Linked DNA regions of Mus musculus: all the other regions are linked to region 4. A link is a contact called in public ChIA-PET and promoter capture Hi-C data. All regions are on one chromosome and are shown on one strand. The core of a region is the stretch at or near the end of the contact, and the rest is flanking DNA. Distances in the headings are between cores, read along the strand shown.

The links. Promoter capture Hi-C pulls out the DNA fragments that hold promoters and counts their contacts. ChIA-PET counts read pairs in DNA pulled down with a chosen protein or histone mark. Capture Hi-C pulls out chosen DNA fragments and counts their contacts.
Region 1: a contact with region 4 is called in a promoter capture Hi-C map of liver, with 2.1 times the contacts expected there. The contact joins the enhancer-like site here to the promoter of Gpcpd1 in region 4. A contact is called at or near these places in 12 of 39 promoter capture datasets (the 3T3-L1 cell line, 3T3-L1-derived adipocytes, the HPC-7 cell line and 7 more), 3 of 484 Hi-C or Micro-C datasets (embryonic fibroblasts, embryonic stem cells and liver) and 1 of 9 other capture datasets (adipose tissue).
Region 2: a promoter capture Hi-C map of pre-B cells shows a contact between it and region 4, with 2.3 times the contacts expected there. The contact joins the promoter of Slc23a2 here to the promoter of Gpcpd1 in region 4. A contact is called at or near these places in 1 of 39 promoter capture datasets (pre-B cells) and 1 of 484 Hi-C or Micro-C datasets (muscle stem cells).
Region 3: an RNA polymerase II ChIA-PET map of effector CD8 T cells shows a contact between it and region 4, with 34 read pairs. The contact joins the promoter of Tmem230 here to the promoter of Gpcpd1 in region 4. A contact is called at or near these places in 16 of 39 promoter capture datasets (the 3T3-L1 cell line, the C10 cell line, the HPC-7 cell line and 10 more), 8 of 484 Hi-C or Micro-C datasets (CD8 T cells, double positive thymocytes, embryonic stem cells and 5 more), 5 of 115 datasets of contacts at active chromatin or transcription factors (the 230-238 cell line, effector CD8 T cells, extraembryonic endoderm stem cells and 2 more) and 3 of 9 other capture datasets (adipose tissue, liver and pancreatic islet).
Region 5: a promoter capture Hi-C map of adipose tissue shows a contact between it and region 4. The contact joins the promoter of Crls1 here to the promoter of Gpcpd1 in region 4. A contact is called at or near these places in 24 of 39 promoter capture datasets (the 3T3-L1 cell line, 3T3-L1-derived adipocytes, the C10 cell line and 16 more), 10 of 484 Hi-C or Micro-C datasets (CD4 T cells, CD8 T cells, the G1E-ER4 cell line and 6 more), 5 of 115 datasets of contacts at active chromatin or transcription factors (bone marrow-derived macrophages, effector CD8 T cells, memory CD8 T cells and 2 more) and 4 of 9 other capture datasets (adipose tissue, embryonic stem cells, liver and 1 more).
Region 6: an RNA polymerase II ChIA-PET map of memory CD8 T cells shows a contact between it and region 4, with 21 read pairs. The contact joins the enhancer-like site here to the promoter of Gpcpd1 in region 4. A contact is called at or near these places in 6 of 39 promoter capture datasets (the C10 cell line, cranial neural crest, hematopoietic stem and progenitor cells and 2 more), 3 of 484 Hi-C or Micro-C datasets (cortical neurons, embryonic stem cells and pre-B cells), 4 of 115 datasets of contacts at active chromatin or transcription factors (the 230-238 cell line, heart atrium, memory CD8 T cells and 1 more) and 2 of 9 other capture datasets (embryonic stem cells and liver).

What each region holds. Positions count from the first base shown.
Region 1 is chr2:132,868,014-132,873,013 of GRCm38.p6, forward strand. It overlaps Lrrn4 (leucine rich repeat neuronal 4), which reads right to left. Exons shown (of 5, transcript NM_177303.4): 4 at 4,014-4,145; 5 at 503-2,890. The coding sequence ends at 1,687. Among named protein-coding and RNA genes, the nearest start is that of Lrrn4, 10 kb to the right of the region's middle. Within about 2 kb of position 1,863, at least 17 of the 459 cell types and tissues checked have an H3K27ac peak or open chromatin away from gene starts, as enhancers often do. A contact at or near this core is called in 3T3-L1-derived adipocytes and liver, where this site is marked.
Region 2 is chr2:132,142,274-132,146,750 of GRCm38.p6, forward strand. It overlaps Slc23a2 (solute carrier family 23 (nucleobase transporters), member 2), which reads right to left and starts at 2,835. Exons shown (of 16, transcript NM_018824.2): 1 at 2,739-2,835. It overlaps Gm14051 (a long non-coding RNA gene), which reads left to right and starts at 1,306. Exons shown (of 3, transcript XR_866753.3): 1 at 1,306-2,312.
Region 3 is chr2:132,246,431-132,251,146 of GRCm38.p6, forward strand. Tmem230 (transmembrane protein 230) reads right to left here and starts at 1,358. Exons shown (of 4, transcript NM_027478.3): 1 at 1,143-1,358. Pcna (proliferating cell nuclear antigen) reads right to left here. Exons shown (of 6, transcript NM_011045.2): 5 at 3,344-3,467; 6 at 2,856-3,265. The coding sequence ends at 3,186.
Region 4 is chr2:132,575,280-132,580,103 of GRCm38.p6, forward strand. Gpcpd1 (glycerophosphocholine phosphodiesterase 1) reads right to left here and starts at 2,969. Exons shown (of 20, transcript NM_028802.3): 1 at 2,789-2,969.
Region 5 is chr2:132,845,364-132,849,700 of GRCm38.p6, forward strand. Crls1 (cardiolipin synthase 1) reads left to right here and starts at 1,303. Exons shown (of 7, transcript NM_001024385.1): 1 at 1,303-1,762. The coding sequence starts at 1,454.
Region 6 is chr2:132,290,798-132,295,109 of GRCm38.p6, forward strand. Cds2 (CDP-diacylglycerol synthase (phosphatidate cytidylyltransferase) 2) reads left to right here. Exons shown (of 13, transcript NM_138651.7): 2 at 2,448-2,584; 3 at 3,587-3,683. Among named protein-coding and RNA genes, the nearest start is that of Gm46766, 29 kb to the left of the region's middle. Within about 2 kb of position 1,499, at least 111 of the 459 cell types and tissues checked have an H3K27ac peak or open chromatin away from gene starts, as enhancers often do. A contact at or near this core is called in cortical neurons, heart atrium and memory CD8 T cells, where this site is marked.

The sequences.
Region 1 (5,000 bases), core at 613-3,112, 290 kb after region 4:
CCCATCACAGTTTTCTAACTGAGAGCTGCTGAGGCTAGAGATGGAAGGACTGCTGGAGCATCCAGGATGGTGATTGAGAAATGTCAAAAAGGTGGCAGAGTGCTTATGGAGGAAATTAGATGTTTACTCCGTTTAATTATATTAGCTTATTGCAGTTATTGTTAACCCATAGTATCCTTAGAATGAAGGGCTTTCGACCTAGCTCTGGTCAACACACTTTTTCTGTATCTACTCTTACAGTCCAAATGCCCTCAGGATCTTCTGTATTGAATTGTTACAAAATACATCCTGTCCATTTAACATACTAGAATTTTATTTAAATGAGAATATTAGAATATACATTTATGTATACAAATTGGCAAATTTATTAAGTGTCTCCATAGAATAGACTCATTCTTGAGAGTAGGCTAGAAACACTGAGGCCATTTAATTATGTGTTAGGACTTAATACTAATTCACATTTTGGCCTTTGTAACTTTCTTTTAAATTTTTTTTTTTTATTAATCATTCCATTCGTTTACTTCTCAAATGATATCCCTCTTCCTGGTTCCTCTTCCACAAATTCCCATCCCACATCTGCCCTCTCCCCCGCTCCCCGTTGCCTCTATGAGGGTGCTCCCCCACCCACTCCCACTCCACTGCCTTTGTAAGTTTTAAAGTGGGATTTAGAGAGATCTTTCAAATTCTCCTGGGCATATATTTGATGAGAATAAGGATACAGTTTAGAATGTTGAAAACATGCTTGGATAACCCACTTAGAAATGTATAGTGTGATTCATATTCAGGTTCAGCTTTGATAAACTTGCTGTCTGCAGCATGGTGTTTGTGCTACAGCCTGTTTTGAAGATGAGAGATGAATTCAAACAACTTTTCCTTACAATAGAAATAAGCACTGTTGTGAGTTCAATTTTGCCTCCGCTCCAAATGTTTATAATCCCACCATTTGGAAAGACAGAGGCAGAAGGATCTAAGTTGAGACCAACATGGGTGAAATACAGAAAGACTTGGAAGCAAATTGCCTGTGTCTCACAAATGTTACCAGAAGGCCAGTTTTAACTGTAACTCTGGAAATACATGTTTTGACACACCCTGAAATACAAGTAAGAATCCAGAAGGCCTTAGCAAACCAACAATAGCTCTTACCTTGGCTATCAGCTCAAGGCCAACAGAACTCATTGTGCTAAAATCGGGCCACAAGGGAACGTCCATGCAAGAAACTTAGAGATGGCATTTCTAAAGGAGTTGTTCCTTCTTACAACTGCTTTGTTATCCCATCTCCTTCAGTGTAGTATCTCACTTGGTACTGAGGGATATACGGAGTACTGACCAATGTAAAGGATGTCACAGAATGACAGGAGCTAGTAAGACAGGCGTAGTGAGAACAACTATAGGAGGAAGGGTGATACACTCATTCCTTCAACAGAGGAGGACACAGTGTAGTTCTGTGTGAGCCTGAGACATGGTGGCTTCAGGGAATTTGAAGCTCATGTTGTCCTTAGGCATCAGCATGTTTCTGCATGCAGATGTATTTCAAATAGGAGACACGGGGATAATTGAAGTTCTGGAGCCTCTGCAGGTGGCCAAGGCTGGTTTGTTTAATCTGGTTGCTGGAAGGAAAATCAAGGCCTCAAATGTGTCTGATTTGGATGTTGGGGATAAACCCAAGGCCTTGTACAGGCTAGGAAGTCACTCCCACTGAGTTACTTCCTCAGCTCTGGCTGGGTTTTTGAAGGCCACCAGGTGTGTGTCGTAGAACTGCCTGTGTGGCTTCCAGCGCTGCCTCCAGAGACACACAGACAGCACCAGGGTGCTAACCAGTAACAGGCCACTGGCGGTACACAGTCCCCAGAAGATGACCACAGAGCTGGGCTTGGTTGTGAAAGTGGCACATGACCTCCTCCAGCCTGAGGTCTGTGACTGGCTCAGGCCAGCCCTGTTGGCTGCCAGTACACACACATGGTAGGTGGTGCCAGGTGTCAGCTTGTACAGGGGGTGCTGCCTGGCAGTAGCATAGATGTCCACTACGGATTGATTCCCAGATCGTCCTTCTGCCACATAGTGGATCTGATACCAGAGCACCACTGAGTTGGGGGCACACCAGTGGACGAGCACTGATGTGTCAGTCACCTCTGACACCCCCTGCAGCGTGGGAGGGTCTGGAGTGGTATCCTCCCCACTGAGACCAGGGCAACGGCATCTGAAGCGCCTCTGCAGCTCTGCGCACGGGGTCTGCAGATGCTTGCAGGGGTGGTATTCACAAGAGACGTCCTGGGGAGGTGCCGCCACCTGGTCCCGAGTCTCCTCCTCCTCGCTGTCATCATCTAACAGCAAAACTGGAATCTCATCCTGTGGAGGGTCTGTGTGGAGAGCCCTGGGCGTGGCTTGTGTCCTCTGCTTGGTCTGAGGTAAGCTCCTGGGGTTTGGTGAAGTAGGCAAGGGTTCAAGGTACTTGCTGACTAATGGGGTAGAGGCAGATGAAATATTAGGCTCAAGGATATGTGTGGCAGTCTGCTCTGCCCCAGAACTGGCAGCACCAGGCAGAGCCCTGGAAGGACTATAAACTAGCTCAGAGTTAGTGGACTGGGCAGTTTCCTCTGAAGCATCTTTATACATCCATGATCCTTGTGTGGGGGAAGTCATGGTGAGGGAAGGGACCTTGGTGATATTTTGTTGGCTTCCTCCAGGCTGAGCAGACAAGGCCGTGCTCTGTTCAATGGAAGGCCCCTGTATCCGTGGTGCAAAAACTGAATGATCGAAGCGGCCTGGGTTTGAAGGCAGGAGGGTGGTGCTTTGGTCTGACCTGCACACATTAGACAGGTGGGAGAGGGAGAGAGGGCCTGAGAAGGGGCCCGTGGATCCTAAAGCAGGCTCACACATGGTATCAGCTGCCCTGTAAGGGAAACCACTCATTAGGAGATACCTGGATTTCAAGCTTTGGAATCCTTAATGTGGGGTGTCTCCTCTGTCAACATATCTCTATCTGATATTGTCTGGTAACATCGTTTTATTGGCCCAGGAAACTTTTGAAGGAAGTCCCTTCATCCCTTCTGGGCAAAACAAGAAATAGGAAGAAGGAGCTAACTACCCAAGATGTCATAGCTAGCAAATGGCAGAGCACAGCCGTATCTACAGTAGGAAGTGGAACAAAGCCAGACTTTCTGGCTTTAGCCTGTGCTCTCAACATCTTTTTTTAACATCATGGTTAGCCCCTGGCTCTTAAGGGATTTGGCGATAACCATGGGAAACAAAGTAGGGAATGGAAGTGAGGAGCCCCACACCACAGCTGGACTTTTGAGGATGGTTGATTCCAAAATGGAGCAATTAGCTGGTGGGGATGGTCTAGGAGTGCTCACGATAAGTAATATCCCTAGATTGTTAGCACCCATCTTCTCACACCTGCTTGGGTATGGATCCCCTGGTGTATCTTAGAGAAAAGCTCTACTAAGCCAAGAGATACCTTGAGAATTGGTTTCCTGCCAGGAGAAAGCTCTGTAAGCATACTAGCCTCAGGCTGAATGGTCAAGAGCTGGGCTGCCTCTTGGGTGGTCAAAGGGCCTAGTCATTAAGAGCACAGGTGGAGATGGAGATGAATACTGCCTGCAACATCTAACAGCTACATGAGTTAAGATATCAAGTGCTTCACTTGTTTGGGCTCTATTCCTTTGTCTGTAAAATGGAAAGATGGCACAATTGTTCTTGCTTGGCCCACAGACTACATTTCCCAGCCTCCTTTGCAGTTAGGTGTGGCCTGCCCATAAACTGCTGGCCAGGGAACAGAGTGGAAATGGTAAGCATCTGGCAGCCTGTTCCTTGTAAACGCTTCTAAGTCCATTGTCCCATGTTCTTTGCCCTTTCTGGCTAGCTGCATTCCAAGCAGAGTCTCCATCCCCCCCAGCATGACTACATTGGGGTGAGTGCTCGTATGGTCAGATGGACAAGACACAAGCTGGGGCAGGTCCAGCTCTGGAAGGCTGATTCTTGCCTCACAGCCATCTACTTGGTAAATGTGTTACCTGTGTAAGACAGTTTTGTTGACATCCACGAGAAGCCAAGCCAGCTCACAGCTGCAAATGAGAGGGTTGCCAAAGAGACTGACGGACAAGACCTGGGAGGAATTCCAAGGACCAAAGGAACTCAAGTTGCAGCTGAAATGACACACACACACACACACACACACAAGTCAGTTAAGTCATGCTTTTAGGTTCACAATGTTCCCCTGAGGTGGCCCCGTGGTTAAAAGCTCTGGCTGCTTTTCTAGAGGACTGGGCTCAGTTCTCAGCACCCATGTGGTGGCTAACAACGATCTGTAACTCCAGCTCCAGAGGATCTCATATCCTCTGATGTCTGTGGTGCACAGACATAAAAACAAATAATTAAATCTTTAAAAAATACTTATTTATGTGTTTTATGTATGTGAGTACTGCATTTGCATATATCTGCATGACAGAAGAGGGCATTAGATCCAATTATAGATGGTTGTGAGCCACCATGTGGTTGCTGAGAATTGAACTCAGGACCTCTGGAAGAGCAGCCAGTGCTGTTAATCACTGAGTAATCTCTCTAGCCCCCAAATAATTAGATTTTTAAAAAAGAAAAAATAGCCGGATGGCGGTGGCACACGCCTTTAATCCCAGCACTTGGGAGGCAGAGGCAGGCGGATTTCTAAATTCGAGGCCAGCCTGGTCTACAGAGTGAGTTCCAGGACAGCCAGGGCTACACAGAGAAACCCTGTCTCAAAAAACCAAAAAAGAAAAAAGAAAGAAAAAAAGAAAAAGAAAAAAATATGTTTCTAGAGACATAGTAGTATTATAGAGAAAACAATTCTGTTAGTGATAGAACTTTGAATAGAACCTAAATTGAGCTTAGACCTTCTATATTGCCTAAACGCTGTCATTATTATTTTATATCCGAACAAAGAAAATATCTCCACGACAAGTGCTTTTTCAAGGGTCTGTGATGATGAATGTGTGTGTAAATACAAACATCTGCACAAAAAGTAG
Region 2 (4,477 bases), core at 1,585-4,084, 430 kb before region 4:
TTTTTTTCTTTTTGAGACCATTACATTTCTCCTTTCCCTTTCCTACTTTCAAACCCTCCCATGTACCTCTCCCCAATCTCCTTTAAATTCAGGGCCTCTTTTCTCACTAATTATTATAGTATGCATATATGTACATATATATATACATATATGTGTGTGTGTGTGTGTGTGTGTGCGCACACATACATATACCTACATATAACTGTTCAGTTACTTGTATGTGTGTTGTCAGGGCTGACCGTTTGGCACTGAACAGCCGACTGGTACTGTCCCTGGGAGGACCACCTCTGCCACTCCCGGCTTTCTGCGGTTGCCTACAGCTCTCGGTGTGGGGCTGAAGCCTCGTGGACCTTTTCCCATCCTCTTTAGCATGTTCACTGGTGTCGTCCTGGCTCAGCTCACACCTGGACAGTCATATTGATTCAAGTACTTTTTAAAAAAAGAAAAAAACGTGTGTGGGTGGTGTCCCCGGAGCGTGCTGTCTCAGGTGTGTGCAGTGTTCATACCACAGAGGCCAGAAGAGGGCACTGGAGTCCCTGGAGTTAACGATGATTGTGAGACATCGTGTAGGTGCTGGGAATTAAATCCAGATCCTGTAATTTAAGAAAACAAGGGGGGGAGGGAGAGCAGCCAGTGCTCTTAACTGCTGAGCCATCTCTCCAGCCCTCTAGTTTGTTTTTAACTTTCTTGTTGGACATGGTGGTACGCACACACCTTTAGTCTCACTACTGGGATGTGGTAGATCTATGAATTCCAGCCAGCCGCGGCTGCATATAAAGACCTTGTCTCAAAATAAATCAATATTCTGTGTAGTTTTACAAGGCTAGGCCTTGCCCTTTATCCCAGGCTGGCCTGTCTTCTTCCCATCTCCACCAGCTGGGCTGAGTTGCTAAGATTATACATTTACATCACCACACCCAGCCTAATTGCTTTTTAGTAGAGGTTTTAATCTCAGCATAATGTGCCATACTCAGAAAACTAAGTACCAGGCAAGTATCTGGAGTAAGGGGCAAGGGGTGGAACTTTAAACTGGACCTTAGAAGCTCTCCCTGACTTTGAGGCTGGCCTGGAGCAAGTTTCAGGTCAGCCAGGACAAAAAGAAAAAAAAAAAAAAATGCCACTCAAACACCCACTTTCTTTCCTCCCTTTTTTTTTTTTTTTTTTTAAGGTGGTGGTGGTCAAGACAAGGCTTCTCTGTGTAGCCCTGGCTGCCCCGAAACTCACTCTGTAGAGCAGGCTGGCCTTGAACTCAGAAATCCTGCCTGTGACTCCTGAGTGCTGGGATTAAGGATTCGTGCCACCACCGCCGGGCAAACACCTACTTTCTTACAGAAATTACTTCCCACAAGAATAAAACAGTGGTGGGAGTCGGGGTGATGGAAATACTCTGGTATAAAAAGAAAGAATCAGTTAACAGTTGAGCAAAAGACATTGTCTAGAGAACAGATACCTCATGCCTCGCTGATGTCTGCCTGAGGATGCTCAGGGCCTCCTTTTAACTAACTACCAGGTGTGTCATGAGTGCTAACACGGTGGACAGCCTCAACTGCCCAAAGCTATTAACTTTTGGATGAGCTAAGCATAGAGAGTAGTTCTAAAGTGACCCTGATAAGGTCAACTATAACCCAGCAGAGAATCCTGAACTTCTAAGAGGTGAAGAAGGCCTCTCACAAACTTCACCAGAGTCAAACACCTTAAAGGAGCAGGCCAGCAAAGTCACACAAGATGAAAGGGCAGATGAGAGAAACGGAGCAGGTGAGGCCTCAGCCCAATAGCACTCAAACAAAAAACAGAAAAATTTCAGCCACCTAGCCTAGCCTTCAGAAAGGAGAAAACTGCCTAAGGGAAGTCACATGGCCAGTTAATGACAGCTCAAACCAGGCTGTCTCAGGACTCAGATACCAGATCCTCACATCCCTGGCCGCCTTAGTTCAGAGGACCCAAGCGTCAGAAGGGATAGCATCTTCGCCATCATCCGGTCTCCCAGCACCGCAAAAAGCAGACTAACAGCTACTACAAATGCCCCAACCCCAAGTAGCCTTCAAAAAGCTAACTTTCTTCCCTGTGCACTTGCCCTCACCCCTTGCGCTGAAAATCAGGAGTTTCCCATCAGACCCGCTTAAAGCCCCTCATCCGGAATGAAGGCCGAGTTCCCATAGGCTACACATCTAATGGGACATCTCCGGCCAAACGATGAAGACAATTCTTCACCTTCAAGTTATCACACTCCAATGTCAATTTCTCGGTCAAGAGCGCAGGCAACAAGGCGACCCCGGACCCCTGCGGGGCAGGCCAGCGTGAAAGGTCGCAAGGTTGGTGCAGCGGCATCTAAAATTACTCCGTGTCGCCTTCCGCAAAGAGGGAAGGAAGCCAGACTGGAAACAGCACCGCCATCCCCCGCCCCTCGGGCTGACCCTGAATCCCCGGGCGCGGGGATGCGGGGCGCACCACCTGGGGAGGGGCGCGCAGCAAGCCACGCAGCACGGCGAGCCCACGGTGGCTGTCCCGGGGGCACCCGGCGGGGCGGCAGTGAGCGCCGGGGACGCACGGCCTGACACTGCAGCCGGGGCCGCCGGGCCGCGCGAGCCGGCGTGGGGGCGCAGGCCGCGCCGCGGGTGGGTGACAGCGCGCGGGGGCCGCGCGGGCCGGCCTCGTGGGCTCGGCGAGCAACCGGGGCTGCCGGCAGGTGCTGCCGCGGACCCGGCGTGGGGCGTGGGGCGCGGCGGCCCGGCTCTCACCTGCCTGCAGCTCGCTGGGCTCGCGTCCCGCCGATCGCACCGCTCGCGCCGCAGTGCCTGCCGCCGCCTTGGGTCCCCGCGGCAGCCGCCTGCAAAATGGCGCCGCGGAGGGGCGGGCCGGGGGCGGGAGCCGCGCAGCCGCCCGCCCCGCGCGCCGGCCCCTCCCCGCCCGACCCCCGGCTCCGCCCGCGCGCCCCGGGGCGCCGAGCCGCAGACCCTTCCCCACACACCTGCTCCGGGGGGGCCGCCTAGGATGCTCGACGCTCGCAGGCTCTCCCCTTCAGAGCCTCCTTTCTACCCTGCAGGACCCCAAGCCCTGCAGTAGCTGTGGGGTGACAGCGAGAGGGGTGCAGTGTACCCGGCTCAGTGGGTAACCCGCTTTAAAGCAATTTCGCGGCGTATCCAATTGGGCCGTCAGGCTTCCGAACTCGCTGGGGAAAGAGAGCCTCCTTGCTTATGCTGACGCGGGAGAAGACACACCAGGCTTGATTTCTCTGGGGCGTGTGTTCTGATAGAGCGGGTTTGGGGGCAACCTGCTATTCTGTATTTCTCAAGTGTACCCCCCAAGGAATGCCTGCTGGATGGGCACTTAGGCTGTGAGTCAAAAGGCCGCGTGTCAATAAACACATAGCACTTAGGCCGGGCAGTCTTGCCCAGGGGGGCATCATTAAAACTGGGTACCACCCCCAGCGGTGCTGAAACTGAAGTGTGGCTTCGAAATTTGCATTTCCAGGAAGTTTCTAGGTGATGCTGCAGGCGGTGGTCTAAGATACTAACTTGTAACTAAACCACGTTCTTACCTCCACCAAAACAAACAAAACCCTAATAATTAGCTCTCTCTTCTGTCTTCCATCTTGAAACCACTGTCTTGGTTGTTTTTCTAACCCAGTAATTCCTTTCATCCCCAAGCAACTCCGGAGAGCCATAAAGAATGGTCGACCACAGCTGACCTCATCTTTAAAAACAAAAAGCAGATTTTATTCCTGAATTGTTTATGTTTGGCAGTCTTGAGGACTGGTAGCACACTGATCAATAGAGGCATGCCGTAACCAGCAAAGACGGGCATTTTATAAAGTAGGCTAGTGCGGACGAGCTGAGAGAATCAATATATAATTCTCTAAGTCTCACACTAAAATAAAACCAGTGAGGCTTAGTGGTGCACACCTGTAATCCCGGCATTTTGCAGGCAGAGGCAGGAAGACGATGAATTTGAAGTCAGCCTGGGCTACTTAGACTCCTGTCTCAAAAAAAAAAAAAAAAAAAAAAAAAACCCTAAAAAACAGTAAGTTGAATTGTAAAATCCAGCATACCCTGGAAGACCATAGGTTAGTATTTCATCTTCACTGAAGATGAAGAAAAGAGATGATTCTGTAACCAGCACCAGAGAAGCACACAACTCTTTCTATGCCAGAGTTTCCAGCCACCCTTAAAAACATAATGTGTGTGTTCTGCTCCACAATATGGAACCTTTTGGAATAGAAGGCCTGTTCCAAGATCAAGAACCCCTGATCTTTTCAGTTCATCTCTTTTCTTCATTTCCCCCCATATATATTGTCTCCCACTCCCTAACTCCCCCTTTATAGTTTTACCTCCAATCCTAAAGCACTACCTCACTCCGGGTTTCCCCCCTCCCTCCCTGGTTTCCTGCATCTCTTCCTCCCCCACCCTCCGCACTCAACAAGCACTATAAAGCACCATCAGTCTCCCGCTTTCTCAGACGTCATCTGTGACCTTCTAAG
Region 3 (4,716 bases), core at 108-2,607, 330 kb before region 4:
CCATGAAAGGAGGAGGAGGAGGATAAGGAATGACACACACATCAGCATCGTGTCTACTTCTAGGTGTGGTACGGTTCTATGTACAAATTCTTATCCATGTGGGAAACGCCCTGGCTATCCATACCACACTAGACATCCACGGCCACCTGCCTCTCTGCTCCCATCCCAAGCATGAAACAAGTGAGTTTACATTCCACATCATGTAGCTCCTGAAAAAACGGATCTAAAAATCCGTTTTACTCAAACTATTCAAAGCAGACAGACATAATAAAAATCATAACTACTGAATTATTTGAGAGTAGGTAAAATTTAAAAGCAATGACGTTTAAATCTTAAAAGTTTGAAATTTAAGCTCAGTACTTCAGTAGGTTACTCTAATCCCAACTACTTGGGAAGAAAGGTGTGGATATACGAAGTTGGAGGCCAGTCTGGGCAACATAGGAAGACCAGACACTCTCCCCTACCATAAATGAAATGTGTGGATTCTTTATAAAGTCATACAATTATGTAAACAAAACAGACTATTTTATTTGCAATGGCATTTGAATTCTAAACGCAAAAAGTCCATCTTTAAGAAGAAAACTAAGTGGCCTTCACTGGTGTGATGTTTTGCACATAATCTCCACAATGGCATGTGATATTTTTTCGATCTTAATGAGCTGCCAGACACTGGTATTACAGTCGACCTTAAGTAACTAGCATGCAAAAAACTGGTGTCAAGTGTTTCTGCGTTTTGGTTAATTACATCCTAGTTCAGAAGTACTAAAAAGGAGCAACGGGAATCCATTTACATTTCTAAACCTTAGGTACTAGGTTTTTGATGTTGCCATCCCATAACATGTTTAATTCCTCATATCTAAAAGTTGAAGCTACCAATAAGCAGGATTTTCGAAGCATTAAACCATGCCTGATTTGTATTACAAGTTATAAAGTTATGTACTTTCCACTTATAAACTCGCACCAAAACAAAAACGTTGCAGCACGACAACGAAATGGGAAGATTTGTTTTTCTTAGCAAGGGATTCTAGAGTGGCGTTATCACATAGTAAATGACAACTTAAAAAACTATCAGCCCAAGTTTCTGCTACACTTTTTACCGGCCCCACCACGATTTCTGCCCACCCTCCCGGGCCCACAAGGACCTAAGCGTGGCGCTGTGGACAACCTCTCGTCGCCCTCCGCCGCCGCCAACGTGAACTAACTGTCTCCGGGAAGCAGCCTCGGTGGCAGGGCCAGGTCTCGCGGCTGGCTTCCGGGAGCGCGCGCCCGCCCCCTACCCGCGCTGCGCTCCCCGTTCTCCGTTAGGCGCGCTCGCAAGGCTCGCTCAACAGCCAAGCGGAAGGGGCGGTCTTAAGGACAGCCCAGCGGAAGTGACGTGGCGGATAGAGGCGCACCGGAAGTGCTGTCACCAGGAAATCGTGTCATCGAATCTTGCTTCCAGGGCACATGGCTGGAGGGCTTCATTGCTGTCTTGTTTTATGTTTGGTAGCGTTTCTTTACGTAGCGCAGGCTGTCCTGGAACTCAGGATGCTGATTAGGCTGGCCTCGAACATAAGGTTTGCCTGGGACAAATGGCGAATGCCACCATGCTCAACCGGGTAGCGGCTTGCTTTTGCCCTGGTGACCAGGACCTGCTACCTCCATAGGGTGGGCGGGCGCGTACTTAGGGTCTCACCCACCAGGATCGAGTTCACAGCAAAACTGTTGAGGTTCCAGTCCTGACCCCATGGCCACATCGGTGCACAGCAGAGTCCTGGGTATCCAGAGGGGTGGACAAGGGATACCCACCAGGAATCTTGCCCTGTCCTAAACACCCCTATGCTGACACTGGTCACCACTCACTAATTAGCGTTCTCACAGCCCCAAAATCTTGTTATTACTACCTGATTATTAAACACTACCCAGGTAAGTGTCCTACCTACCAGACACAGCTGAGTTCTAACATTCATCCTCATGAAAGTGACGTCTTGATAAAGCATTCCCACCACTCCAGAGTTCTCTGAGAGCAGTATTTGCAGGCTACTTCCTTCTGCACTTAATTGGCTCAAAGTATTGAACAGTTGTAGCTACTAGGCATGAGCTCTAACCAACAACCTCCCAGAACAAAGCTGTATTGTCTACATACTGTCAAACATGAAATACAAAGGAAAAATATCTTGGGGTCCACAGATAGAGCTTAGTATTTAAAGGCCTTCAAATGTGGCCTCCCGGAACAGAGCAAACAGGCTCTATACTAGCCATGGTTTGAGATCCTGCTGAAATATAGCAAGAACTGAAAATGGTTCCCCACACCAAACCAGGTTAACACACGCATGCTCACTCATACCTGCAAAAGACACACACACATAAAAACTGAGAGGGGAGGTAGGATAATTTGTCACCAAGCTTGAAGAACTTCATTCAACCCCTGGAAGCCAGGGTGCTGGGGTATACCAATTCCTATAAAATTGTCCTGACCCCCACATGAGCCTCACACATACACAATAAATATACTCAAATATTCTTTAGTTTTATGTAGCATATCATGATCAAAACCACAGGGCCTTTTTAACCCTTCTTGGATCAAGTAGCCACGAAGTTTGGGCCTTTGCTTCACTCAAGATGGACTGTATGTAGTCCTGGTTGGCCTAGGGAGAGATTTATCCACCCCACCCCCTGCACTGCCATTAAAGTTGTATTTTAAAAGAGCTACATCCCAAACAAGGCTACCAGAAAACTTTGCACAACGTAATTACATAAACTCAAGAGAAACATTTTTTTATTGCTATCTCCACGATGGAAGAGAGAACAAAAGCCCATTTACCTAACAGGGTATAACTATTCAGTAGCCATGGTACAAAGGCGGCACTGCTCTATGACTTTTCAAATTGTTAACTTTATTTAAATTGAACAATATTTCTTAAAACTGCATTTAGCGTCAAGATCATTGATGAAAATCACCAGTATTTGTAAAGCAGAAACATTCATGTTAACAAAACTAGTTTTTACTTTGGAGCTTATTCTTTAAGCAAATTATGGAGAATGGAGAGAAAAGAAAGTAGGTTATTTACAGAAGATATCTACATATTTTATTTTAATATTTAAGAATACTCAGGTACAAACTTGGTGACAGAAAAGACCTCAGGACACGCTGGCATCTCAGGAGCAATCTTCAAAGGTTTAGTTTTCTCAATTTCTAGCAATGCCTAAGATGCTTCCTCATCTTCAATCTTGGGAGCCAAATAATACTTTAAGTGTCCCATGTCAGCAATTTTATACTCTACAACTGAAAGACAGGAAAAATTAAACCACCGAATACTATAAATACCACATTACAAAACAATGTTCAAACTTATCATCTTACCAAGGGGCACATCTGCAGACATACTGAGTGTTACTGTAGGAGACAGTGGAGTGGCTTTTGTGAAAAAGTTCAGGTACCTCAGAGCAAACGTTAGGTGAACAGGCTCATTCATCTCTATGGTTACCTAGAGGAGAAAACAGGCTCACTGTAGACATCAGAAACTCACACTATTAGATCACGGTATTATACCACAAAGCAAAACAAATAGTTATCATTTTGGAAGGGTTGATGAAAACCTTGACTAAAGAAGAAAAAAGTCTAGCTTGCCCATCCTGTAGAGCCACACCCCAAGCAATCAAAACAAAGGAGAAAGTTGTTCCTATTCAGATTGTACATACTTCTCTTGCAAAGAATGCATGAAGAGAGGAAGATAACACATAACCACTTCCAAAAACAAGAACCAACAGCTGAATGCAAGCTAAGGGACAGTAAACCAGTCTTCATTGTATGATTATCAATTTTATTCAATTCCCAATCCTTGAACATGTGGATACTGAAAAATTCCTTAATTTCTTTTGTTGTGGAAATGCTTGCACATCAGACAAATACTGATGAATTACATGTCAGTATTTGAGAACTGAGGAGCTGAAGTTGATATGGAAGTAGAAATAATTCAGCAGATTAAGGTTAAGAACTAGTTCTTGGGTTGTGTGTTTATCTATGTTCGAATTCTTACACTTTCATTTACTTTAAATTCATGCAGAGGCCAAGTAACACCTTATATTTACCTTAAATACTTGCAGTAAGCACTCTGAATTTCACTATACTAAACCCTAAAAATCCTATTTAGTTCAGACTTCTGTGTGTAATTCTGATGCTCAGGCTAGCTAGCAAAACTTAAAAAAGAAAAAAAAAAGTGTAGCCATGAAATATACATTGGATTCCTGAGAAAAAGCCTCGATTCAGGGATACTTAGAAATTAAAGAGGCCTAGTATGTTCTACTTGAATGAGGAGGACTCGGAGAACATCTTCCTTTGCCTTCCCAATTTCTTCCTCATTCTTTTTGAGCTAGATTTTCTGCCAGGTTGACTTTAAGCTGAGAATCTTCCTGCTGTAGCTTTGAGTACTACAGTTGTGGGTTTGAGACATCATGCCCAGCTTTCTCTATGGATGTAACTGTCAAGAGCATTTAATACAACTCTTTCCACATTTTGTGAAGTCTTTCTTATTTCCCTTGGGACTGCAAATACTCTTGAACCTGCAACACATAAAGCTACATACACCCCCAACCATTTTCTTTTGCTCACTTGCCAACCCTCACTTATTTGCCAAGAGTATTTCCAGGAAGCAAAAGGCTGTACACTTAGCTTTCCAAATGCTACCTGTAAAAGCTTATGGAGTCGTCTCTGAGCTCTAAGATAGCTTGGTCTAC
Region 4 (4,824 bases), core at 1,719-4,218:
ACTAAACCCATAACTCAGCAACTGACTGAATAACCAACTTCAATTTCTCTTTGTGTTTTAAGAGAGAAAAGGGGAAAGGGAGGGAGGACCAAGGTACACACATGACGGTCAGAGGCAACTTGCAGGAGTTGGTTCTCTCCTCCCATGAACGGTCCTGGGGATCACACAGGCTCTCAGCAGTGAGGCCCTCAGGCCTCTCAGCAAGCTTCCTTTTCTGGTGAGTCTAACCAGCCTATAAATCTTACACTGTAATCTGAACTTTCACCCAGTGTTTACAATTCTAAACTAAGGTCAAGCTCATCTACAAGACTTCAGAATTGGTATTCAGCTAACTACTCGTTGGCTATAACCAATTCAATCAAATGTAAGTGATGTCACATGTAATTATTTCCATGTACTCACACTAACAGTGAGTACAAATTTAGCTCTAAACATCTACTTCATTAGACAACCAGGAACAGTCTGGATATTTAATAAAAGAGAAAACAGCCAAGTTTTCTATCTCTACAGTTGCGAGATCGCGCTGACAACTCAGCAGTAACAGCTGCAGCTGGTGCACTACACAGAGACAAACACATGGAAACACAGAACAGTCCAGGAGACAAGTGCCATCGTCCACTTGAATTGTCAAAAGTCAGCAATCTAGTTCAATTCTCACCCCTCAAAAACTGTAGCACCATACCAAGCAAACCTGGGAAGGCGCTGTGCTGGCAGCTCACTTGACCATGGACAGAGGCCAAAATTTTGGTGCAGGACAGCTTCAGCACCCAACCGCCTCCAAAACAGCAGTAACAGTGTTTTAGAAAGTACCTGTTCTACTGAGGATCTCAAAGTTTACATCTACCTTTATTCTTCTGCTAAACAAACAAAAATATCCCAACTTGGATGAAGGAGGTCTTTCAGATACACATAAAAGGTAAGAGTAAAAACTGCTAGTAACTGCACACCCGGCTGAGACAGATAACCAGCTCACCTACCGCCTCACTACGGAGTTTGTTGTTTTGGCTTTGGTAATTCCTTTCCCAATGCAATTCCCAATTTGTACTACCTAAAGATATATACTACACAGCACGTTTAGGTAAATTTGAGCTGTTAATTTAATTTGCTTACTTATTTTTGAGGCTGGATCTCACTTCAACGCCCTGGCTGTTTTTTTGGTTTTTTTTGTTTTTTGTTTTTTTGTTTAAAAAAAAAGTGTGCATTGCAGCCTGTGTCTGGCCCATTTGAAGTTTGTTAAAAGACTCAAGGAGTTTTTAAATGTCACCCACCATAACTTACTGACATCAAAACTTTTCACAGTTCCTCCTGACAAAAAAGTTTATTCTTTTTTGCTGAATGTTTTCAACTGTGGACCTAGCTAGTTTCAGACCTAGCTGGTTTATCAGCTTGAGAAACATACTGGAAATTTAAGCTAACCCCAAAGGGACAGAAACATTTAGCTTACAGCTGAACTGAAAGTGGGTATTTTTAGCTAAAGCACATATTTCTGGCCAAAAAAGAACATCTGTGTTTTCCTTTAAAACTTTTCAAAGAAAAAAAAAGCTGTTTCTAATTCTCCTCGATTCTAGCAGATTCTCAGAATATCCTATAATTAAGAAGCAGGTTAAGTGACCACACTGATGTCTGCCCGTGTTAGTGGGGGGATCACTATGGCCCCATTTCTCAGACCTCCATATACTTTCAGCTAATATTTTAATCAAACATATGCAGACAAGAATGGGTTTTTCATTAAGCAAAGGCATTAGCCTTTGGACAGTCCTTAAGCCAAATTAACATCTCATCATCTTTAGACATGCAGTGGGATTTTTTACAAATGCTTTTCATTTCGTGTTGATATCATTTTCATATGCATTTATTACACGTTTTTATTATATACAAATAGTTGACTCACCCACCAACTTTTTATACACACCAAATATTATTCAGTTTTCTTGTGTTTACCAGTTCTCCGGGTGCAAATTTCCTGTATCTCTCTTTACAGATTTAAATTTTGTTTAGAACACTGATTTCCCCTAGTATGTAAGCCACTGCATGGGGTTTACCAGTTTTATTTTGTGCTGTGTGTTTCTAGAACACTGAGCAATTTGGGAGAGAGGGGAGGCTGACAGCTTGTATTTATTCTTTTCCTTATTGTGTTAGAAATGTAGCAGGCAGCAGCTTGAAGGGCAGAGTTAAGTGGGCAGGAGACCCAGAGTGGCAGGGGACAGGAGTATAAGAGGGGACTCTAGACCCGACCATGCTTGCTGCTTGCAGAGTCAGAGAATCGCTAGAAACCGGCAAACTCCAGGCTTCCAAGCCCTCGGGCTTCTGGCCGGACCCGGCAGATGAAGCAGCACGGGGCAGCCACTGCCTCCAAGCCGGCGACGCCAAGGGGACCGCAGCCCTAAAACGTCACCGAGGGCACGGACGAGGAGCTACACAAAGCCCTGGGTTCCCCCCGCCCGGCTGTACTGTCACCCGGAGTTTCTTTCGCGGGCACTAATTTCTAGGCACTTTGGGGAAAGAAGCAGCTGTCAAAACCGCGCGAGTCACCAGTGCGGGCGCGAGGTGACTGAGGGGGCGCGGAGGAAGGGAGGCACCGAGGGCTTGGGCTCCAGCTCCGCCGTTTTCTTTGTTCCCCTATTCTCCGCCCGGGATTTCCGTGGCTGTCCTGGGTCACGCCGCTCAGTGGGACCGCAGCCGCGCGTGGCAGCCGGGGTTCCAGCCGCACCGCGGCTCCGGAACACCAGGCCGCCCGCCCGCCCGCCCCTCCGCGTGAGCGCCCGCCCGCACCGCCGGCCCCCCTCACCTGCCGCTCCGGGCCGCGCCGAGAGCCTGGGCCGCGGCCGACGGAGCCGAGCGTCAGCGCCTCGCCAGCGCTCCCTTAGGTGGCCCGAGGAAGCAAGGAGCCCAGTTACAGCCGCCTCTCAAACCGGTTTCAGCTGCCCTAGACTAAACTGCCAGCCCACCCCGCGGGGCGGGGTCGAAGGGCGGCGGGGCGGGGCCTGACGTCACGCCCGGTCCGGTCCTGGCCAATCGGCGGCCGCGCGCCGGGGGGCGGGCTGCGTGTTCCTGGAAGGGCTGCCCAGAGACCTGAGGTGGCCCGACAGCCTTAGCCCATCTGGCTGGGGTCAGCTGAGGTACTGAAGGTCAAGGTGGTGCGCCTGTAATCCCAGTGTTGGGGAGGTTGAGCCAGGCAAGTAGACTCGAGTTCGAGGCCAGCCAAGGCTATAAAGTGAGATCCTGTCTCAAAAAAGAGAGCTGAGGGAGCCTGATGTTTTCTGGAAACTGCATTCCTTAGGAAACAATCACAGACTAAATCCTTAAAGCTAAAACAAGGAGCTCAGAACAGCTCAGTGGATAAAGGCATTGACCACATTTGAAGATCTGAGTTCACCCACTGGAATCTACATGGTGAGAGAGACCAGACTCCTGTTGACTTCTAGAAGCCTGCTGTCACAAACCCCAAATAAATAAAATAAGTCAATAAATAAATAAAACCAAACTAGAGTTGTTCTTTGCTTTCTAAAACTACCCTTCCTCTTCTTCCTCCTCCTCCCCTCTCTCCTCTTCCTCTTCCTCCTCTTCTATCTCTGTGTGTGCCTCCAACCCTAAATCAGCCCAAGATCAACCACTAGGTAACTTCTAACACAACATTATGTAATCGGGTTTCACTTCAATTGAGATAGTGAGCATCAAGCAGAATCACCTTTTCGTATTGAAGGTCCACTGCTCTACATCTGCTAATTGCTCGCTGTGACTTCATTTCTCTGCTGTTAGTCATACTTAAGTGGTGTTTTTCAAGAGTCTACTTCCTTTGAATGTTTTTAGTATATCTCATCATTTAGTCAAACTACCATTTGTGCAATATTTATGGTTCGGGATGGTAGATCTAACTCATGCCCCTCCCTAAATCCTCTTAAAATATCAAAAGATCTGCACCTGATACAGATCTGTAATCCTAGAATCTCAGAGGTTAAATCAAGGTTGATATGAGTTGGAGGCTTGCCTGCCTGCGTAATGGGTACTAGACCAGCAACAGCTTACATTACAAGACATTGTCTCAAAACAACAATAAAAGTATGGTTGACCCAACGTATCCTTGAGTTCCACATTGGCAGATTCAAGCAATCACAGGCGAGAAATGGGGGGAAAAATGTATTCGTATTAACATATAAACGAGGGGGAGAGGGATTTAAAAATAAAGGCATATGCTGGGTGGGAAAGATAGCTCAGTAGTTAAGAGTGCTTATTCTTGCAGAAGACCTGGAATTGGTTCCCAGCACCCACATGGCAGCTCACAACTTTCCATAATTTCAGTGTAGGGACTTCAATGTCCTGTTCTGTCCCCGAAGGGCACCAGTCCCATATGTGGTGCATACATACATACACATACATACATACCACACATACATACAAAATAAACTTAAAATAACCCCTAAAGTAAGGGGTATGCATTGCTTATATGAAGATAGTATATTAATCATATAAGAAACCTGAACATTTTGGAATCCTAGTTGAGCTCTGTAACCAACCCCCTACAGATTCTGGGAGATAACTTGAATCCACACTTGAAGGATGGCCTATGGCCAGAAACAGAGGTTTCTACAAGATAACTAGCTAGTAACAAGAGATGATTTACAAAGAAACCTGAATCCATGAAAGTCGAAAAGGGAAGTGTTTACTGTGCATGCCTAGAAACTCTGAGAGCAACCCCTCTATCAGTCGTGGGACTGGTTCTGCCACCACAGCTCCTAAAGGAGGGCTGGGCAAGCCGTGTGTCCCCTCCTCTGGCTCCTGCTCTGTACATGGGATGTTATGGGATGTTATGGTTCCTCGAACATA
Region 5 (4,337 bases), core at 53-2,552, 270 kb after region 4:
AGGGGATGACTAAGGCTAAGACTATATACAAGGGGATGTAACTCTAATTATGAACAGAAACTGACTTTGTTTTTGTTTTCGAGACAGATTTTCTCTGTGTAGCCCTTGCTGACCTGGAATTTACAGATATCTATCAGCCTCTGCCTCCCAAGTGCTGGGATTAAAGGCATGCACCACGGCCACCTGGATTTATCTTTTTACTTCTTTTTCTCTTTGTTTCATACCACTGCTTAGATTTTTCTTCTCTTTTCCTCTTCTTTCCTTTTCTTCATTTTTCTTTCTTCCTTTTTTAATTAAAAAGAAAAGTCTAGGCCTCTCGCAAAAACCAAAACAAAATAAAGATGATCTTGATAAAAAGCTCCTTAAGACTACAATCCTTAGCCGGGCGTGGTGGTGCACGCCTTTAATCCCAGCATTCGGGAGGCAGAGGCAGGCGGATTTCTGAGTTCGAGGCCAGCCTGGTCTACAGAGTGAGTTCCAGGACAGCCAGAGCTACACAAAGAAACCCTGTCTTGGAAAAAAAAAAAAAAAAGACTACAATCGTCAAATGTGATGTGGGCTTTACGAACAACTTCCAGGTGAGTGTGTGCCATCACAGACTGGGCTGAAGAACAGTGGAAAGACTGCAAGACATCACCACGTGGTGACCTTTCACTGGTTTGGTTCTTGCCCGACCTGGATTCAAGGCCCTGGGTTCAAGCTCAAATCTATAACAAAATGGTAGGTTAGGTAAGGTTATAACAGTGAACTGATTTGTTTCTAATTCAGACTTAGAATAAGCAGGTTTCTCCTGTCCACGGGCTTCTGTACCTGTAAAAGTAAAGGCAAATACAGAAGGCATGTTAGAGTTGTTGAGAGGATAAATAATGACACTATAACGCATACAGTAAGCACTTCCCAAGTAAACAATTAGTGATTGCTATTATTGACATTTCCCTTTGCTCTATTCATATGCATTTAGTGCTAAGGAAGCAGAGTAGGTACTTAACTACTTTGATGCCAACACTAATGCTTTACATCTCCAGTGATAATACAGAGCCATGCACACCAGCGGGCCACTTGGCATCAGGCAGGCCTGATATAAGTGGCTTCCTGTGGCCACGTGGCACTCGCTCTTGGTCTTCCCTACCTGTCATTCTTCTTAGCCTGCAGGCACTAGCGGCTCTACTCACTAGTCAGGTCTTCCTAACCTGCGGGCCTTAGCTGTTCGTGCTCGCCGCTGCCGCGCGGGGGCGCCGGTGAGCAGAGCGGCTGGGTGTCGTGAAAACGTCGTGAAAGCTGACTCCCTTGGCGGTTCAGGCCACCTGTATAAGCGGAAAGTGCCAGAGTGTAGAAATTAGTATGGAGCTGTCCATACGGCCTCGGCACCGCTCGACTTCTCTAGAGAAGCTGGCAGCCGGTGCCAGGGGCGTCTGAGTTCTCGACTCTTGGACTCCGTGGAGGCCACACGGCCATGTTGGCTTGGCGCGTGGCGCGCGGCGCGTGGGGCCCTCTTCGCGTGGCCCTCCGGCCTCCGGGGGCGCGGCTCGGCAGGGGCGGCTCCCGCAGGGCCCTGCTGCCGCCCGCGGCCTGCTGCCTCGGCTGCCTGGCTGAGCGCTGGCGGCTGCGGCCGGCCGCGTTCGCCTTGCGGCTGCCCGGCGCCGGCCCGCGGACCCACTGCTCGGGCGCGGGGAAGGCAGCCCCGGAGCCCGCCGCCGGAGGAGGAGGTGCCGCCGCGCAGGCCCCCAGCGCCCGATGGGTCCCGGCGAGCGCCGCCAGCTCGGTACGTGCGAGGGAGGGTCGGCGGGACGCAGGTGACGGGCTCGGCGCTCTGTCGCGACACTCACCCGGTGTTCTGGGAAGTTACGGGCAGCCAGGGCGTTCGATCTTGGTGAACTTCAGGGGTCCCCCGCCGGGTACAGTCTCTGGCCAAGTTGAAACCCACTGTAATCCCCTTGTGTGCACACCCGTTGCTGGGAGGTGTGTCTACACGTTGCATAGGTAAAAACAACCATCGCTCGTCTAGTTAATCTGTTTTTAATTTTTTGAAGTGAATCTTCAGGGTTAAGTTCGGCGGAACCATAAGAACGGCCCTTCTGTCCGTTTGTGCAGATTACATCATCCTTTGGTCTTTAGCAGTATCACGGAGGATAATTATCTGGCTTAGGTTGTAATGAAAAGATCTTTCAACTTTGTATTATAGAAAGCTTCAGACTATTCTTGACGTAACAGAAGGATTTGTTCACCTTGCCTGGTAAGATAACTTCCCAAGCAGGTGACACCAGAGCATGAGTGTGGCCCAGCTTTTGATGTCATGTTAGCAAGTCCATGCAATTATTACATCTTCAATTGTTAGGTCTTCAGCGGCCACTGTACTGCCCTGCTCTCCTCAGTTACACAGCATGGGCTGAGGTGGCCACACCCCGGCAGGGGTCACAGCTTCAGGCCTAGCTTTAAAACTCTTGGAGATTGAACGCCGCCGGATGCTTTGAAGTTGCCCTCAACCTGGCTGAAGCCCTTCCCAGCACAGTTGGCCGAGTATGCCACAGGTTATCTGGTTGGGTAATTTGAGATTAAGCTTTGTCGACTTTCACAAATGTCCAAATGTAATAACTAGATATTAATGAGCTTTTTGTAGGGTTTTGTTTTTCGAGACAGCTCTTCTCTGTGTAACAGCCCTGGCTGTCCTGGAACTTGATCCGCTGGCCTCGAACTCATGAGATTCACCTGCCGCAGCCTCCCGAGTGCTGAGGTCAAAGGCCTGCACCACCACCATGCCAGCCGGTGAACATTTTTTTGTGGGGCACAGGCTCACTTACTGGCCTGGTAGCCAGCTGTAGTTGTGTTGTGTCTTTACCAAGGGAAGTGAGGAGGCTGGGTGCAGCTTTCTATTTAGTCATGCTCTTTCAGTGTGTTAGACTAACTTTGGAGCTCTTCATTCTCAGCTTTTGCTTGCTTGTTTTAGTTTTGAGATAGGGTTTCTGTGTGTAGTTCTGGCTGTCCTGGAACTTAATCTGTAGACCAGGCTGTCCTCTGAGATCCACCTGCCTCTGCCTCTGCCTCTTGAGTGCCCAAGTTAAAGGCGTGTGCCGCCATAGTCTGATGGCTTTTGCTTTCTAGCACAGCCCTGAGCTAGCTACCTTTCTCTCTTCCCAGCTTTTGTGAGTTGCTGTAATATTGGGTCAGTATTTGACTTTGTTCCACAGTGTGGTCAATAGCCTTACTCTTTTCATTACACATACAAAGGTCAGGGCAAATCTCGAGCTGTCTCAGCAGCTTGATACTTTTTCTAAATTTCAGGAACATTTCTAATCTTTGAACCTGGGTGAAATGAGCTTGTTTTCATACAACTATATAGCGTAGTCCTACTTGAATAGAAGATTCCAGCTTAGAGGGTTGTATTGCTTCTGATTTGGCCATTGTCCCTATAGAATTTGAAGTTCTATAATTTTCAGTGACAGTATTCTCCACCTGCCTCCAACAACCACCATATTATTCCTCTACACCGACACGCTTTCTGTCGGGTTCTTAGTATCAATGCCTTTTCTTATGAGGTAGGTGGGTCATGAGCTGTTTAAAGATGATCTTGAGAAGTGAGCGCTGCCACTTTTCCCTTTTGGTTCATGCAAACATACTTGCTACTGATACACATCATGATCTCGGCTTCCCTGGATTGTCTTTTCACTCTCCACGTGTGTTCTGGGAACTGAGGTTGTCAGCGTGGCCCTAAGAACCCATACCCAGTGAGCTCACCAGCCTGCTTTTTTTTTTTTTCCTAAAAAGGTTAAGGTTTAGCAAGTTGGTTACTGACTTACTGATTAAAAGGGATGCTAAAATGCTTCTTCGAAGATAGCATTCAAGGGGGTGGAATCTTGACTAATGGAGAAAACAGTTCAGGCTCCAGGGAAAGATATTTTCTTGTTGTTTGTGTACCATGTGGCACAGGGTGTTGCAGCTTTGCTAGCTTAGAAGTTGGCATGCGCTCATGAGTTTTCTCTTTGGCAATGTCTTTCAGTGCCGTTGCCGGGAGCCCTTCTGGTAGTGCCCGTGTCTAACAGCTTTGCTCCATAGGAAGTTTCAAGGAACCAGAAATCCCAGACTGCCTCAGGCTTTTACTTGAGGGAGAAGAAGGAGTCTGAACATCTCCATTGCTGCTTTTGACAGATTTATAGAACTCTCCGTTTCCATCTATCTCTGTCTTGGATTTAGCAGCTTTTGACGAGAGTACCTGGATTTGATAATTTGCTTTTTGTTTTGTTTTGGTTTTCTGACAAAATTCTAGTCTGTTTGGCTACTTAGAAGATCTTTCAAATCTTTTGCTTTAATGAAGTCATTAGAAGCTAGATTATATGGTAAAT
Region 6 (4,312 bases), core at 249-2,748, 290 kb before region 4:
GTGCTGGGATTAAAGGTATGGGCCACCACTGCCCGGCTGTTATTTTTTTTAAATGTGTATTTAGTTACTTATTGTGGGATGGAGGCATGTGTGTGGAAGCCAGAGGACAACCTTTTGCAAGTTGGCTCTCGTTCTCTGTATACTAGAGAATGAAGTCAGGCCATCAGGCCTGACAGCAGCTGTCTTCCCACTGAGCCGTCCTCTCGGCTCCACTGCTGACTTCAAAGCAAGCAAGCAAGCAAGCAAGCAAACACTTACAATGTGTGTGGGTGCTGCATGTGTGTTGGTCCCTGGTGTGGCCAGGCGAGCTCTTGAGCTGGGGTAACAGAAAGATGTGAATGCTGTACACTGAACTCAGATCTTCTGGAAGGGGAGGGAGCAGGCCCTCTTCACCGCAGAGCAAGCCCTCCAGTCCCTCATTCTGAGCTCTCTGCCCAGTATGTGCTGCTTTTATTACGGGCCAGAATTTGGGCTCAGGTCTGTCTTCAGCCCAGCATGGAAGCTGCTGTGGGGTGCTTCCCTTTGACAGCTATCCTGAGTGGAAGGAGGTGCCTGTGGGTTAAGGAGAGGCCAGAAAAACTGCAGGCTCTAGGTTCTTGGTGTGCTTGGTCCTGACCTCTGCCTGGCTGTAAGGGTGAGTAGCGGAGGTGGCCAGCTTCAGCATTCCCAGCTGTGGGTAGGAGCCTGAATGGGCATTGGCCTCTTGCCTAGCGGTACTCCTAAGAAGGGCTCCAAGGTGTTTATTTCAGAGACTTCCTGAGCTTGCTCATTGGAGGCTGGTAAAACCTGGGGAGTTCCCTTCCTTGAGGCCTGCTTCTTCTAGACTTACTCCGTGTCTTGGTCCCTTATCCCAGTCATCCTGAGGTAGTGGCAGCAGCCATAGTGCTTTGTGAGTTCTGTATCCTTTTCCTGACTTGAGCCTCAGGATACCTCTCTTTCCTCTTCTTTTAAGAGGAAGTAGAATCAGGTCAGGGAAGATGTATGTCAGGCTTGGGGTCCATAAAAGACTATTTTATTTATTTACTTACTGGAGACTATTTTTTGGTTTTCTAAATCAGGGTTTCTCTATCTAGTCTTGGCTTTTCTGGAACTCAATAAACTGAGAGATTCGCCTGTCTCTAGCTTCTGAGTGCTGAGACTAAAGGTGTGTGCCACTATGACCTCCTGACTTCTTATTTTATTTTTTAGACATTTCTACTGTATACCCTTGACTGATTTGGAAATTTGCTGTAGACCCATGCAAGCCTCAGACTCAATGCAGTCTCCTGCCTCATCCTTTTGGGAGCTGAAATCACAGGATTGTAGATACATGCCACCTTATATGGCCAGAGATTCTTAGCATCCTCTCCGTAAACCAACCCTCACCCTTCTCTCCCCACCCCCCATCACTAGCCTTTGTTTTTGTCCTTTCCTGCCTAGGAACCCAGCAGTCTCAGTGAGTCTCCTTGACAACGGGATAGATAAGTTAAAAATAACCCTGTGCTGGGCCTTCTCTGATGCTTGGCTCAGTTTCTGTGGCTTCTGGATGCTCCTAGAGTGTGTCTGTGGGTGGATTGCAGGTCGGGCAGGGCAGGTGCTTACAGTTTGAAGCCCTGAGGTTTAGGGATCAGAGCTACAATAGCCACCACGTGGCATTATTATCTAGTCTTACTACAGGTTGCCAGTAAGGTGTGAGTGTAAATGTTAACGAATGGAAAGTTGATGTTGGTGCCAGGACTTCACTTTCTCTGAGAGGAGCAGTCATGGAGGTGTTAGTGTTTAAAGCCTGACAGTGGAGTGGGACACAGCTCTGGCGCCATTTGCTTCTCTCTCCTCAGGGAATCCCTACACTGGACCGGAGGATATAGATCAGTGGTAGATAATGTTTTGGTCTTACATGAACAAGGCCCTAGGCTTAATTTCCCAGTACTGTAAAACAAGACAACACACAAAGGAACCCCTAAGGATGAGGGGGACCCTTACTGAGTCCTTTCATAAAATGAGAATATCAAAGTGTTCAGCTATCTTGGTCAGTGGTGATAGAGGCCGTGGTTCTTCCCCTTGGTTAGGTGCAGGTGCAGGAGGAGCAGGGTTTTCAGAAATGGACAGCTATTTCTGCGTGCTTAGGCTGACATAGGGGTGAGCCTGGGATACTTAAACGATGGCAGGCTCAGGGCCAGGCCCTCAGAAGTCAGTCACAGCCTCCTCTCTTTGCATTCTTTGGAGGCCATTTCTGTCTTCTTATACCTCCTCCAGGGTCCACGGTGTGGGGCTGTTGACAGATTGGGTATGGCATCCCTGTCTCTACTCATGTCAGAACACTGTCAGGATTACTGTGGCCCATCTATCTTGTCACCTCACTATGCCAGTGCACTGAGTTCTTTTAATGGGATCTCCTGTGACAACTGTTCACTTTTAGTAGTTCCCCAGCAGTTTTGACCTTTGCTCTTTATTTTTGCGTTGTGTAGGAATCAGAGTCCGAAGCAAAGCTAGATGGAGAGACAGCGTCTGACAGCGAGAGCCGAGCGGAAACAGCTCCCCTACCAACCTCCGTAGATGACACCCCAGAGGTCCTTAACAGGGCCCTTTCCAACCTGTCCTCAAGGTAACCTGGCTTAGTGTGCATGTGTCCATTGCTGGGTAAGACAGGCTTTTAGGGTTTGCGGCTCAAGGTTATTTTCTCTCCTCCATGTACACCCACTGTGAACATTTCCTTCAGTCCAGGAAGAACTAAGAAGTCTAAGACTCCTGACCCCCGCCCCCAAAACCAGTCCTCTTAACAACAGCTGTGTGCATGCCTGAGAAGCATAAATCATGAGATTGCAAAGCATTCTCTGAAAGTGTCCCTGTGTCCTTGTGTCCCTCCCGTGGGTAGGGCATCGTGAATCCTTAGCCTTACCACTAGCTTGCCGTGGAGTCTGTTTTCATTTCTCAGCATAATATGTACAGATATTACGTGCTGATTTAAAAATGCATTTGAATTAAAACCTATCCAGTTTGTTGTGTTGATGGTGGGGTGGGTTGCCGCATATTCTTGTAGACAAGCCTGGTGCATATTTGTGGCAGTCGGCATTTGTGGTCTAAGACAGCTGTTATCATTGTGATTTCAGGACCATGCTCTGTAGAAGCCAGCTGCAGGGAAACCGATTTTAGCTTCCTCTTTTCAGATAGAAGTGGCCACAGTACCGGGCAGTGGTGACACACACCTTTAATCCCAGCACTTGGGAGGCAGAGGCAGGCAGATTTCTGAGTTCGAGGCTGTCCTGGTCTACAGAGTGAGTTCCAGGACAGCCAGGGATTCACAGAGAAACCCTGTCTCAGAAAACCAAAAAAAAAAAAAAAAAAAAAAAAAAAAGAAGTGGCCACAGACACAGAAGGGAAGGACACTACCTTCTCTCTGGCTCTCCCTGCACTGCCGCCATGCTTTGAGGAGTGTGCTAGTGGCTTCTGCACCTGCTGAGTGACAGATGTGAGCAGGCAGTGGTGCTGAGGTCTTGCCCTCACCAGCTGTGCCTCTGCTGAGGTGATGCTGTGGAGAGGGTTACACTTAGGGGCCTCTAGTCCCACCTCCTTGGCTTGTGCCTGACAGATCTTTCTCTCTACGTAGGTGGAAGAACTGGTGGGTGAGAGGCATCCTGACTTTGGCCATGATCGCGTTTTTCTTCATTATCATTTACCTGGGACCAATGGTTTTGATGATGATTGTAAGTATCGTTGACAAGCCATGTTAATGTTGCATTCAGCTTTTCTTGGGATTGTCATCTCCAGTCTGCTGCTGACAGTGCCTGGTGGAAAGTTGCTTCTGGGACTCTTTGGAGCTCCAGGTTTCTCAGAACCCTCTGTCTCGGAGCACCTGTGACTTTTCCATGTGCCAGCTGTAGGGTCACTGGCATGAGTGGTGACCCCGGCTGTTGGTTCGTGTGAGACTCTGGCTTTGTTTCTTGTGTTCTTGGGGCTTGACTCACAGACTTAGAACACTTCATTAAGCAGTTGCAGGCCAAAGGACTTCAGTCCTCCCGCCTGTTTTAGTTTGGCTTTCGGTTGCTGTGATCAACACCATGTCCAAAAACAACTTGGGGAGGAGAGAAAGGGTTTATCTGGTTTACATGAGCTGACCACCTCCATCATGAAGGATTTGGGGCAGAACATTGGAGGCAGGAGCTGAAGCAGAGAGCACGGAGGATCACTGTTGGCCTGCTTGCTCCCCATGGCCGGCTCAGTCTGCTTTCTTATACATCCCAGGACTACTCAGTGATGGCACCACCTGAGGTGGACCGGGCTCTTCCACGTCTATTGTCAATCAAGAAAATGCTCCACAGACTTGCCTACAGGC